Linked DNA regions of Mus musculus: regions 2 and 3 are each linked to region 1. A link is a contact called in public Hi-C data. All regions are on one chromosome and are shown on one strand. Each heading gives the region's core, a stretch centred on a gene start, on an enhancer-like site or on the middle of the called end of the contact. The rest is flanking DNA. Distances are from core to core; before and after follow the strand shown.

Region 1 (4,526 bases), core at 1,126-3,625:
TATACGGGTATTTTTTCATCAAGAAGTTGAATAAATTAAGATATTAAAGATATGTGTATGTGCTATAAACACAGCACAAGAATACAATTTGATAAGATTTCACAGCTGTTATAATCATCAACCACCAGGGCCACAATCAAGATCCAGGATTTTTCCATCAGTTGACCAGCTATAGACATTTTGAAGGCTCATGTTATACAGCATCAAATTACTTTTAGCAAGGAGTGGTGTCTTATGACTGTAATTCTAGCACTTAGGAGGTGAAGACAGGAGGACCAGGAATTCTATACTTCTTTGGCTATATACTGAGCTTGAAGCCAGCTGGGATTGCATAAGAACCCATCTCAAAAACTCCAAACTAACAATGTTAGCAATAAGTTATTATTAATCAATTAAGTAATATATTATTAATATACATATTCTGAATATGTATATTAATATACACCTGTACATTATATGTATACGTAATATACATATCCATATTCTTTTCCCCCAGGTTGTATAGTGGGCTACTAAATTGGCATTTTCTTGCCTTCTTCCCTTCAGGGACTTCTATATTGCTTAGCAGTCACTTGTATAATGAATAATAACAGTTTAATAGACAATGTGCTTGCATTCTTAATGTGAATATCTGCTATGACTTGTTCTCTAAACAGCCTGTGCTAAAAGGAAAAGGTAGAAGATTTAAAGAGGAGGGCCTGTAGCAGTTTTCAATCTGTGTCACAACCCCTTTTAGAGTGACATAGCAGATATCCTTCATATTAGATATTTAATTATGATTCAAAACAGTAGCAATATCATAGTTATGAAGCAGCAACAAAAATGATTTTTTGGTTGGGGTCACCACAGCATGAGGAACTGTATTAAAGGGTCACAGCGTTAGGAAGGCTGAGAGCCACTGGCTTAGAGAGAGGATTTGGGGTGTGTGCTGTTCAGGAGCCAATGGGAGTCTGTTTCTCTCTTCTGTTTCTTTGCTATGAGGTGACCCACTTTGCTCTGCAGGTGTTCTCGCCATGATGTGCTAACACCTCCCGTCTGATATCTGATCTTAGGCTAAACCCTTGAGCCCAAACAAACCTTTGTACTTGTTAGTAGTTGGCCATCTCAGGTCATTTTAATAGTAAAAGGAAGCTGAGTGAAGAATACTATTACTGAGGTTGGGATTATTATTCAGTATCTTATTGAGTACCTGACTTTTTCTCTACCTTTATCTGTTAATGATTTTAGAATCACAAGATCATATATTAATAATACGATCAATATGAACACAGTGTCATGCATCATAGTTGCACATATAACTGCTACTTACACACATTTAAACATGCTAAATAAATGCTACTCTCCGTGGAGGCATGAATAGATTTGGCTCCCACAAACTCACGTGTTTGAAAGCTTGGGCCATGGGGAATGATACTATTAGGAGGTGTGGCCTTAATGAAGGTGTTGGCTGTGAGGTCTCTATGCTCATGCCCCACCCAGTGTGGAATTCCAGTCCTCTCCTGCAGAAGACAATCTTCTCCTGGCTGCCTTTAGGTCAAGATGTAGACCTCTCAGCTCCTCCAGCACCATGTGTGCCGGGATGCTGCCATGCTTCCACCATGACGATAATGGACTTAACCTCTGAAACTGTAAGCCAGGCCCAATTAAATGTTGTCCTTTATAAGAGTTGTCATGGTCCTGGTGTCTCTTCACAGCAATGGGAAGCCCAGTTAAAATACTCTCTTTATATGTAGATGTCTTTTATGACTTTTTAAAATGTTTTATGTTGGCCGGGCGTGGTGGAGCACGCCTTTAATCCCAGCACTTGGGAGGCAGAGGCAGGCGAATTTCTGAGTTCAAGGCCAGCCTGGTCTACAAAGTGAGTTCCAGGACAGCCAGGGCTATACAGAGAAACCCTGTCTCAAAAAACCAAAAAAAAAAAAAAAAAAAATGTTTTATGTTTTCAATTTTCATTTTCCTTATTTTGCATATGCATAAACTTATATGCATACACATCTATGCATATGCATAGTGGAGGAGGGACCTATGGAGATCTGAGGATGACCGGTAGGAGTTGGTTCCTGTATCTCTGCTTCCTCTGTGGGTCCTGGGGCTTGAACTTGGGTCATCAGGCCTACCAGCAGGTGTCTTTACTCACTGGAGCATCTTGCTGGCTCCTTTTTATATTGTTTTTCTGCTTAACAAATACTTAGCATCACCCCATCACCAAAATAAAATTGTCATTTATACTTTTGTGTATTTTTTTAACGCTCTATTTTCAGAGCTTCTAGCGCTGGACCATCTGGAGTGAGTTAAGGCTCCTGGCATAGGATGAGAGGACTCGTTCTCAGAGCAATTAGTCAATGTGTTTTTCTTCTTTGTTTACTCATTTGGCTGGATGCTCTTTACTGTACCAGGCACCACTTTCACATGGCCATCTGCCTCGCTCTGCTCACCCTTGGAGCCTGTGTCCCCTCCAGTATTTTAAAACAGGAGCTTTCCAGTATTCTGGAATCTTCTAGGGCAAAATTTCTTCTCAATTAAAAAAAAAAAAGAGAACAAGAAAGAAAGAAACGAAAAATCACTGGCCATCTCGGTCTCTCATGTTTATTTTTTCCAGATGACCCTGAGGATCATTTTAAGTAATGAAAGCACATGGTAACTTCAGAAAAATGCCATTTTTTTTTGCAACAGCCCCTCCCCCATCCATCTGCATGAATATGGATTTCCTCAGGGTTTGCATTTCTGTGGTGGTTGATGTTGCTCTCTAAGCAAAGTTTGGTGCCCACACTGCAAGTGGAAATTTGGGGCTTGAATTTCTCTCAAGGGCTAGAATTATTAAGGAGAAATTCTGAGCCAGTTTGAAACATGCAGCCCGAAAAGTGGGTGAGAGAGCACAAAAGATTAGATTTCAGAAAACCAGGACTTTGAGTGTTTAAAATGCCCCATAAATCCTTCTGAAGATGTGTTCTCTAACTGACTACCTCACATGAGCATGAAGAATCCTTGATGGAGAACATTAAAGAGGCAGAGGCTACCATGACAGCGTCATTTGTCACATATTCTCCAAGTCACCGTTAATTCAGCCTTAGCAATGACTAGTAAAACATGGTTAAGCATTAGGCACCATGTCATACCACTGGCTTGCTTGCTCCATTTCACAGATGTGTGGAAATAATGTCTGGCTTCAATTTGTATCTGAGATCGGGGGTACATGTATTTTTTACTCTAGGTTTATTTTTAAAATAAACAAGAGCAAATGGGGATCTGCCATGGGATGTGGTCAGTCAACTTCATGTGACCTCAGAATTTGTATTAGAAAATAACTCCAGTTACTACTTTCAAAGGTGAGTTTCAAAATAACACAAGAGGAAAAGAATTCCTTACCAAGTCTAACCAAGGAGCCAAGATGCTCAAATCAGGAGGCATCAAATGGGTAATCTACTACCAACATAAGGTCATTATTGCCACCATTCCTTCTGACATCTCTGAGGTTATCTGTTCTGTTTGTTCATAGGAAACAGATGCTCAGAGACACTAAGGAATTTGCCCAAGGTTAAACAGCTGCTAAGAACTGGGAGAGAGCACAGCCCAGACTGATGACTTGAGTCCACCTCCTGGGATCTATGTAATGGAGGGAGAGAACTGACTTCACTAGTTGACTTCTGGCTTCCACACATGTACCAGAATGAGTACATGTGCACACAGATGCTAAATGAATGAATAAAGGAGTAATGTAACTAAAAATAAAAATTAGGAAGAATTAGAAACCATAGGTTAAAATCTTAGTACACTGGCTATGGAGCCTGTGTCTGATCTCTGTATCTACAAATCCAAGGCTAGGAGAAGAAAGTTCAGAGATAGAAGTAGTACTTTATGAAAGATATCTTTAGTTTCCCAATAGAGTGTCAAAGTCAAGGTCAAATGAACCAGAGTTCCAGAGAATCAGCTACTGCAAGGCCAACTGAAGGGTGTGTTAGCCCTGGCTTTGTCAGAGGCTGTAGGAGGGTTAATAGAGGTTGGCTTGAACGACTAACAGACTGCTCTGGGATAGCCTATGCTAACAGATAACATGCATATTGCCAACCAAGAGGGGTCTTTGAGTAGACTTGATTACCCATGAATTCTGCTCTCCCCTCCCCCAAACAGGACTCTGATCCATAAATAGTGTTGTGAAGATGTACTCCAGACCCTTGTATTATAGATGCACTAAAGCTATGCATGGATTTGAGAAAAAAAAATCTCTATCACATAATTCTTGACAGTGGCCTGGAGGAAATAAGAGTTGTTGACAGCCACATGCCTAGCAATCTGGCATCTGTGTTTTCTATGGAGAGCAGGGAACGATTCCAGAAAGTTCTTGAGCAGATTTCTGAGAACATTCATTTTTCTTTCAAGGTATAATCAAAAGATTGTAAGCTTCCCAGCCTGGGTGACTGCAAAGGGATGGGCCGGAAGGACATCTGCACCTCCTTAAATGAAAGCATGAAGTCTCAGAAGGTAACCACGGAGAAGAAGCTGGGATGGAGTCCCTCCACTCCCAAGAT
Region 2 (4,501 bases), core at 278-2,777, 140 kb before region 1:
TTCTTTCCTTTCTCTTTCTCTCTATTCCCACATGTTTCTGGCTGCCCTTTCTCTCTTCCTCTCTTTCTCTATCTCTGTCCTTCTCTGTTCACCCTTTCTATGCTTCTAGCTCTTTCCAGGTCCTTCTTCCTTCCCCCACAATAAATCTTCTTTATACTAGGTCTGTCACATGCCGTGAGGTGTCGCAGGCAGACACCTCAGCATGGCCCCACCAAGTATTCTCTTCCTCCCAATCTGCTGCATTATATTTCATAACAGTTATAAGTCATAATGTAAATACCTTTTGTTTTCCGATGGTCTTAGGCAACCCCTGGGAAAGGTCCATTTGATGCCTCAAAGGGGTCTTGACCCACAGGTTGAGAACCACTGCCCTAGAGAAATCTATGCCTGGAGGGTCTGCAGCCTCTGCTGTCCCTTGTCAGATGCCATCTCTGTCCTGTCCACCTCCATCCTGTATCCACTGGGCACTGGAGTTGAGCCACTAGCTCACTTTTTAACTTTAATGGTGGCATGTATCCTGGAACCTTTGGGCTTCCCTCATACTAAGAGATTTTAGTTAGTTATGTTAGATAACTTCTCAATAAAATGAGATCTAGAAAGGAGAAAGGCACTGGGAACATTAATACAAAGATGCCTTTTGCATCTCGGGAAAAAATCTGGATACAAAACTATTTCTGTAAGAGAGAAAAACAAAACAAACCCTACAGTAAGATCTTGGATCACCACTGGCTGAGAATGGAGAGCAGGCTGCTTGAGCAACTCCACCCTTAATGCCAGAACACTTCTGTGAAGCTCACCCGTACTGGCTGAGAACGGTCACAAGCTCTTCCTGAACTGTTAAATAATAAACACTGTGAATTTTTTTGTTTGAATCTTTGGATCTATCTAAGTTCCTGGCTCATAACAGGCGTTCAGGGAATATTTGTTGAGTTAAAAAATAAAAACAAATGTCCTGACCTGATTGGATGGAGAACTCTACCCAAGGCAAAAGAAAAAAAAAATGGGAGCTGGGGGTGGAGTGGAGAGTGGCAAGGTCTGGCATGCCACAGGTAAACATGAATGTTGGGAGTGGTGAATGTTGAATTCGTAGATGAATTAAAGCATTTGATAACCTTGTAAATAGACTACTGTGTATTTATATAAATGGCACACTTAGCTTGTAGCTCAAAGGAGCTAAAATAACTGTGTGAAAAGTGAAAGAGTCCATCGGCCAGATGCTTGTTTTGCCTACGTGAAAGTCAAACAACCAAGGAGACTGATTTTTTTTTCTTCTTCTCTGAATTGAAGCTTTGTCTCAGGACGCTGCACTGTGGTGCAAGCTCCCATCTCAGGGCACCATTGACAGCTTCCAGGTTCCAGCCAGCCTGCTGCAGGCTGCTGCGTGAGGTGTGGGTGGAGAGCTAAGCCTAGCTGCCAATGTGACCAATTGGAGTTGAGTCAACAGGGCTATTAGGTTAGTGTGTCTTCTTCCAGTAAACTTCTCTATGTTTTTGTTTGTTTTGAGACAGGAACAGGGTGTCAAGTAACCCTGGCTGCCCTCAAACTCAATATGTAACAGAGAATGACCTTGGTCCTTCTGCTCTCTCTCTCAGCACTGGGGTGATTGACATTACACAACCACTCCTGGTTTTGATGTTACTGTCTCTTTAACTTAGAGTCATTCTAGTTCATTAGTTATAGATGAGATAGGCAGAGTTACATGTGTACATATGAACTATTTTAAGATGTCTCAAAGTGGGACAGGGGAGATGGCTCTTTAGTCTTCTTTCAGAAGTCATAGGTTCAATTTGCAGCACCCATAGAACTTATAACCATCTACTTTCAGAGGATCCAGCACCCTCCTCTGGCCTCTGCAGGCACCAGCCACACACACATATTATACAGACATACATACAGGCAAGACATCTGTACTACTAAAAAAAAAATAATAATAATAGTTTTTTTTCTTTTTTTAATCCTGGAAGGTTAAATAATGCCTCCCCAAAGATGTCCAGGCAGTAACCCCGGGCATCTGATTGCACCATGGCACACAGACCTGAGGAGTCTGGTGGGAGATTAAATTGAAGGTTTGAGACAGAAGGTCATCCTGGAATATCGGGGACCCCAGCGTGATCGTGTGGTCTATATACAAGGGAGGCAGGGAGTAGAAACCAGTGCAGCTGAGGGCAGGAATATGGGTTCCTGTTGAAGTTAAGTCCTAATTCTGCTTCCCAGTCCCGTGCTCTCAGAAATAAGACTCAGACTCAAAATACTTTTACAAATATCTTGGCTATATAGCTAGGTTCTACTCTGACTATATCAAAACTAAAGATACCCATTTATTTTCACCTACATTTTGCCACATGGCTGTGATCAGGTACCACACCTCTGTCTCTTCACCTCTTTTGGGGCTCCTCTCCCTACCTCCTTCTCTTCCAGAATTCTTTCTCCTCCAGATGTCCCACTTCTATTTCCTGCCTAAGCCATAGACCTTTTTAATTAACAGATGAGGCATCTGTGCAATACATAAGATGATCTCTCTACAGGTTAGGGGCACAGAGACTGACTTGGAGATGGTATGTTGCTGGTCTCTGAGACAGAGGAAGAAGCCACACAGCACGAAAGGTCAGCAGTCTCTGGAAGTTTTAAAAGGCTTTTTCCTAGAAAGTCTACAAAAACCACAGCCCAGCAGCGCCTTGATTTGAAGCTCTCCAACCTATGCACTTGGATACTTTGTATCGCTTTGTGTGATTTGTTAGAGCAGCAGTAGGCAACTGATACTAACTTTCAACTGCTTAGCAGAGAATTCTCTAAGTCAGGTGGATGAGTAGATTCTAGTAGGAACAAAATTTATTTTAGTGCTAAATAACATCAAAAAGACAAAAAGCCCTAAGCCTTTTCAATTATAATCCTCCCAGGGGTAAAAAAGATGATTGTGTGTGTGTGTGTGTGTGTGTGTGTGTGTGCGTGCTATGGACTAGTTCTGTAGTCTAGAAAGGGTTCAAGTAATGGTTGGCAGGGTCTGTTTTCTCTGTTGTTGACTTTCTTTCATGTGAGTCACTGTCCTTGAGTTTTGAAATCCTGCTTTGACAGGGTCTGTTTAGTTGAACTTAGGTGCTGTAATTCATTGATACACTTTACCGAGCACAAGAAAAACACATATCAGGGTGTGCTATAATTGAGAGCAGAGGGTGCTCTCAACTCTTCCCTTTGGGCCCTGATGAAAACACCCGGGTGGATAAACACACAAAGATGGAGTGTTATAAACTTATCATTTCTTTCATAGGAAAAAAAACATTTTCATAATTTAAAATAGCAACACTGACCCATAGACATCCAAAAGGCAGACTTACTTCTGGAAAACTTTCAGAGTGGTCTCAAAGCCTTTCGTGTTGAAAACTCTTACATGGGGACACATATCAAAATCAATTCAGGACTCTGGCAGAATTTCCATTTCTTACCAGTGTGATAAGGAAGAAATTGCACCCACCAGCTCGATAAAACACTGTTGAAGTGCCTAGAGAGAGCGCCACAAAGCAGCATGGATTCCTTTCCACTGAACGGTGGAAGGCAGGGACGCACAATTTCACGGGCTGCTGACTTCAGAATAATAGCCTCAGTGAAGACACGGTCTCCTAGTAGAAAGGCTCCCGAAGCTCGATTATCCCAGCTAGGTTGGAGCTTGGCTGAAGCAGAGAGATGGAAAGTGAGACATTGTGGCTTCTGACAGGTCCCACGCTATTGTGTTGGCTCTCCTCCAGCTGTCTTCAGTTTAGTGGACAAAGTCCAGTTCTCTTGCTTACCATGAAACAAGCTCTCACTTCACAGCTCAGTTGGGACTCAGTTTACCTCTTCTCTTACACAGAGTCTCCCCTAAAAACTCCAACAGTATTGGTTAGAATCAGAGTCCCTTCTAGCTGTGGGGATAGTACTCGTGTGTTTCCTATTACAAAACAGTGTTAGATCAACCTATCTTCCTGAGCTTCTGGTACTTGTTTAGTGGAAGGGACCATGTCCCGACCACCTTGTGTTCTCTGCGCCTTAGCAAAGCATGCCACATAAATACTTATAAAACTCTGACTGACTGAAGGAACCATGAGCATTGTTTTGTTATTTTTAGAGCAAAGCTCTTTTTTTCTTTGTCCTCCTACTCTGCATCTTCCTCCTTCTCCTTTTCTCTTTTTGTCTCTTTGATTACAGTATGTGTGGTGGTGCAGTTTGGGGATGCTATGGAACCATTACCAGGTAGAGCCCTGTGGAGGGCTTTTAGAGTTTGTAGCTCCACCGCGTTTGTTCTCTCTGCTTCTGTGTGATCTCTCAGCTTTCTGCTCTGGCTGCTTGTGCCACGTCTCCATGCCACCCCTCAGCCGTCCCCACTGCCCCTATTATGAACTCTAGAATAGAAGACAAAATCAACTTTCTTCCTTAGTTGTTTTACATTGAGGTATTCTATCACAGCATCAGAAGTAGTTGAGGCAGCATGTCCTCAAATGAGTACTAGAGGGTCAGGGGCATTAATGAC
Region 3 (4,448 bases), core at 1,269-3,768, 160 kb before region 1:
CCAAGCCCTAGTCCAGTGTGGTAACTGCTTTTGTTTCTTGGTGCTTTGAATTCTCTTCGTAGCTACTTAGATTGTGCTAGAAATATGCCTTGTCCTCTTTTTGGTCATTTATCAGCCTTGGGTGTTGTTTTCTGCTCTCTGCTAAGAGAGATGAAGGACTTTGTTCCATTGCAACTACTATTTCTCACATTGACCTCCTTTTGACACTGCTGGGAAGAGATCGGGGATGGGTGTCTACCCTCCACACATGAATGGTTCTTGGCTCGTTCCTGTTCTTCAGTTGTTAGCACAGGCCTTGGCATCTCTTGAAACTTCTATCAGTCAAGAGTCTCATTGGGAAACAAGAATTTATGCCAGGTATTCAGTGGAGAGAATGTAATTAAGGGAGTTAATTATAAGGGCTTTGGAAATGCTGACAGAGCAAAGAGGACGATGAAGCAATAAGAGTTAGATGCAGAGGAGAGAGGTAGGACATTGTGCAGTTCCAGCCATTCACAGTGTTGACTCCAGGAGCTGGAAGCTGGCACTCCACAACAAGCCCATCCAGATGGAGCCAGTACCCCAGTGGGAGCTGAAATCCTGGTACAGTAGCTAGTGTTAGAGGCATTGCCCCGAGGAGAAAAAGAACCAGATCCTGGCCTCTTCCTTCCTCCCATCTGCCAGCCTCTTGCCAGTGCTTTCTATTGGCTTCCAGAAGCCACTTTGGCAAGTAGTCTGGAAAATGTAAGTGGTCAGGGTCAATATTGAAAGACAGAACAGAGTGGGGGTTGTGAAGAGGGAGAGAATATAATACGAATCCCGGGATGAATGACAGTGTTTTGGGGGTAAATCTTATTTCCCTTGAAGGGCATGGCATATTTCTAATCTTTTGTGACTCAAAATAGGGCCTTCTTTGCTAACAGATCCATTGAAGATGTAATAAGTTAGGATAAGGCTGTATTAGAGGATAACTGGGATCTATAAAAAACAGATTTTTATCCCAATACAATCCCACATACTTGCTGTCTGAAATCCTTCCAAGTGTCTGGCCCATCGCCCTAGCCCTGTCATGGACATGTTCTCTTTTATGTCATTTAAGTGGCATTCCAAGGCAGACCGAGTCAACAAAACCCATAATCTGCCATCCTTATGCTGCATCCTGCATCCATGCATCATGTTCAGCATCCCTGCCTCTTCCTGCCCAGCAATGACTGAGCACCACAAATATAAAACAAAGAAAATAACCATATTTCCTTTGCTGAGGATGTAACTTTTAACTTCCTTTTCATCAATTGATCTAACTTGTCAAGTTAACTGAAACACTTAGGCTTAGCATCTTGCCTACAATGATGCCTGGATTCTTTTTCTTAAGAGTTTATTCTTGGGTACCAGCCTTTAACATCCTAGCTCTGGTGAAACAAAGGCTGGAAGACTGGTGCAATTTTGAGAATAGCCTGGGCTATATAGCGAATTCCGTACCAGCCCTGGCTATAAAGCTAGATCCTGTCTCAGAAAAATAAAGCATAAACAAAATTCAGCAGTTATATTATGAATTAAGCATATTACATTGCCTCTGCATATAGGAGCAATGCTATTTAGTGTTCTTTATAGCGTTCCTTGGATCTTCAGCTCCCTCACAGCTAATCGAGTTCTAAGAGGCTCTAGAACTTCCAAGACTGCTTAAACAACAACAAGCAAACTTAAGGTAATAGCAGGAAAATCCGGTACAAATTGCCTGGCATGTGACCCACTAGCACTGAGAAAAATTAGTAATAGAATGACTGGTTATTTGGTTTTCAGACCACCCAGGTTTAAAGTAGCCATGGAACCACAAAACTTTGCTAAAAGCTATCTTCTTATTGTGGGCAAAGGACCAGCTATTTAGCTATTACTTGGATAATCTTGTGTGATTGGGAAAACAGAAGCAGCCTTCTGATGTATGATCTCCCCTCCAAGGATTCAGAGAACTTGTTATTTTGAATGGCGTTCTTACATGGGCATTGGTGGTCAAGTACATGATTTTGAAGACCTAAAAGCAAAAGAGGAAACAAATCATCAAGATGTATGCTTCTATCTGTTTTAAGTAGCTTTTCCTCCCTGCTTCCATAGGCATAAGATGATTTCCTTGAAAACCCATTTGCCAACGTTCATTCTGACATCTTCCACTCATATCTGCTCCTTCAGGATTTCCTCAGCTAGGCCTTTTATACCATGACCTGAGATGGCACAGTAGGTATCCACCTATTTCTTGGCTGGCTCGTGCAGCCTGTACTGGTTTTGTGGGATAATCTTGCTCATTTCTAACATTTAAACTGGCAACATTTGCTTGATTTTATTTGAAGTTGTAATCTTTACAATACATGCGTTGTTTCAAAGCAATGGCAATAATTGCCTGGCTTCTGCTATGCCTGCACCTTAAAGCCCATAATACGTTGCAAATGAGAACTCTTAGCAAACTTGGCCTCAGGAAACCCTTAAACAGAGAACTGGTTCCATCTGCTGAGACCACTTCCGGGCTCCCAGAGTGAACAGAAGCTTGGCTTCCTGTGAGATCTTACAGTTGCTTCTGCTTCCGCTTTCCGGTTCTAGCTGGAGTGTGGTGCACGCTCTTAGCTCACTCGGGGAGCAATGTCTAATTGGTAGCAGGCTGCCAGGCTCTCCCAAAGCCCAGTATACATGCTATGACAGTGACCAGTGCTGCAGTGCAAGGGGTCTGATACTCATGCAAGACTCCTTAACCGAACTCTAGACTCAGTTTCCCTCCGGTGTTCTTCATAGCCATTCTTCCGTGATAAGATGTTTGAGGCACTTAAAGCTTTCTTATTCATTCCCTCAAGAATAGCTTGGAGCACGCATCTCACATGCTCCTCTTTGAGAAAGCAAGATAGAAATTACAATAATAATAATAGTAGTAGTAACAACAACAACAACAACAACAACAACAACAACAACAACAAAAGGCAACATAGTCCCTGTAGGAAAAGGTAGGACACTAGTACCCTGTCCCAACCACTTTGTCCTTATCTTTCTCATACTGGACAAGCAAATATTTATTTTCTGGGGCCTCCTTTGCAGCTGAGAGTGGCCATGTGACCCAGTTTAACAGGACAAAATGAAATCAGAGCTAACAACTCTTCTCTGCCTTTATGATCAGTACCCTATCTCTGTCCTTATTTTAATGTTTATATGATATTTTGTGGTATGTACATACTAGGCCTATCGAGACATTCCCCCAAATGATAGATTGCTGTCATTTCCTCTCATAATCCAATAGTGTCATGATGAACATCCTATTTCAATAAACATTCTCAACCTTGTGTATTGGTGCCTTTCTTACAGGACTGAATCTCAAATACTGGTTAACTGTCAGAACTTACACATGTTTATGTTTCCAAAGATATTGAAATATATACACATTTTTAAAAATAGTGATTCTCTTCTCAATAGCTGTATGTAAGTGGACTTATCTTTCTGCTTTACCAATGGCTCTTTTCAAGTTTTCCATTCTACCGAGTAACAATAGGTTATTAGGGTATTTGAATTTCCACTTTCCTGCATCTTTTTAAAGATTTGTTGACTGGGCAGACATGGGTCCACTCTGGCATTTTCTTAATGCTTGTTCTTATTTGTTCTCATTCCTCATGCCTCTTCTCTGTGCCATTTCCTCTTGCTGGGGCCTCCAGTGGCCCACTTCTGCTTTCCTGCCACGTATACATGATAAAGATTCCTATCAGCCTTCTCTCCCTACACCCTCTTAAAACTTCTTCTTCTGCTTTTATGGCTCCCTTTGTAGTTTCATGACCTACACACATACAGAAATAAGTAAACAGATAAGCAAACAAAGAACTGAAGTCTAGATGGTAGAAGAAAAGAAACAATAGCATTTGTCTTTCTGTGCCTGGATTATTTCATTTAACGTCCAGTCGCATCTGTTTCCTGCAAATGTGATTCACTTTTATTTATGGCTGAATAAACTTTGTGTGTGTGTGTGTGTGTGTGTGTGTGTGTGTGTGTGGATAGCTAGCCCAGCTCTATATTTTAAGGTATTATTGATAGTGCAGCAATAATTGTGAATGTGCAGGTATCTCTGTTAGGTAGATTCTAGGTACATCCTACCTCTGTAGGTAGGCAGTAGATAGTTGGTTATATACTCAGGATGGCTGGACAATACAGCTCTGTTTTTTGTCTTTTGAGGAACCTCCATAATGACTTCCATAGTGGCTGTGCACTGCAGTTTATATCCCTCCCAGCAATATGTACTCTTTGCCTACATCTTGGCCTTATATGTTGTCATTTCTTACCTTGATGTTAGGTGGAGTTTGGGGCAAGGTAGAGTCTAAAAATAATTTAAATGTTATGTTTCTTGATGACTAATGATGTTGAATGCTTTTCCCAATATTTACTATTCATATGTGTTTCTTTCTTTTATTTTTAAGAATTGACTATTCAGTTTGTTAGCTTGTGGTTGA

What was found. Hi-C and Micro-C count contacts between places; a contact is called where the count stands out from the background.
Region 2: a contact with region 1 is called in a Hi-C map of liver, with 4 times the contacts expected there. The contact joins two enhancer-like sites. A contact is called at or near these places in 13 of 484 Hi-C or Micro-C datasets (the HPC-7 cell line, embryonic fibroblasts, embryonic stem cells and 3 more) and 1 of 115 datasets of contacts at active chromatin or transcription factors (liver).
Region 3: a Hi-C map of liver shows a contact between it and region 1, with 1.9 times the contacts expected there. The contact joins two enhancer-like sites. A contact is called at or near these places in 4 of 484 Hi-C or Micro-C datasets (the HPC-7 cell line, Th1 cells, liver and 1 more).

What each region holds. Positions count from the first base shown.
Region 1 is chr10:8,225,861-8,230,386 of GRCm38.p6, forward strand. The region is part of intron 7 of Ust (uronyl-2-sulfotransferase); the gene reads right to left. 4930573G07Rik (a long non-coding RNA gene) reads left to right here. Exons shown (of 3, transcript XR_003948827.1): 2 at 4,378-4,479. Among named protein-coding and RNA genes, the nearest start is that of 4930573G07Rik, 19 kb to the left of the region's middle. Within about 2 kb of position 2,376, at least 45 of the 459 cell types and tissues checked have an H3K27ac peak or open chromatin away from gene starts, as enhancers often do. A contact at or near this core is called in liver and uterus, where this site is marked.
Region 2 is chr10:8,085,869-8,090,369 of GRCm38.p6, forward strand. No RefSeq gene overlaps it. Among named protein-coding and RNA genes, the nearest start is that of Gm30906, 88 kb to the right of the region's middle. Within about 2 kb of position 1,528, at least 22 of the 459 cell types and tissues checked have an H3K27ac peak or open chromatin away from gene starts, as enhancers often do. A contact at or near this core is called in liver and uterus, where this site is marked.
Region 3 is chr10:8,063,408-8,067,855 of GRCm38.p6, forward strand. No RefSeq gene overlaps it. Among named protein-coding and RNA genes, the nearest start is that of Gm30820, 86 kb to the left of the region's middle. Within about 2 kb of position 2,519, at least 102 of the 459 cell types and tissues checked have an H3K27ac peak or open chromatin away from gene starts, as enhancers often do. A contact at or near this core is called in liver, where this site is marked.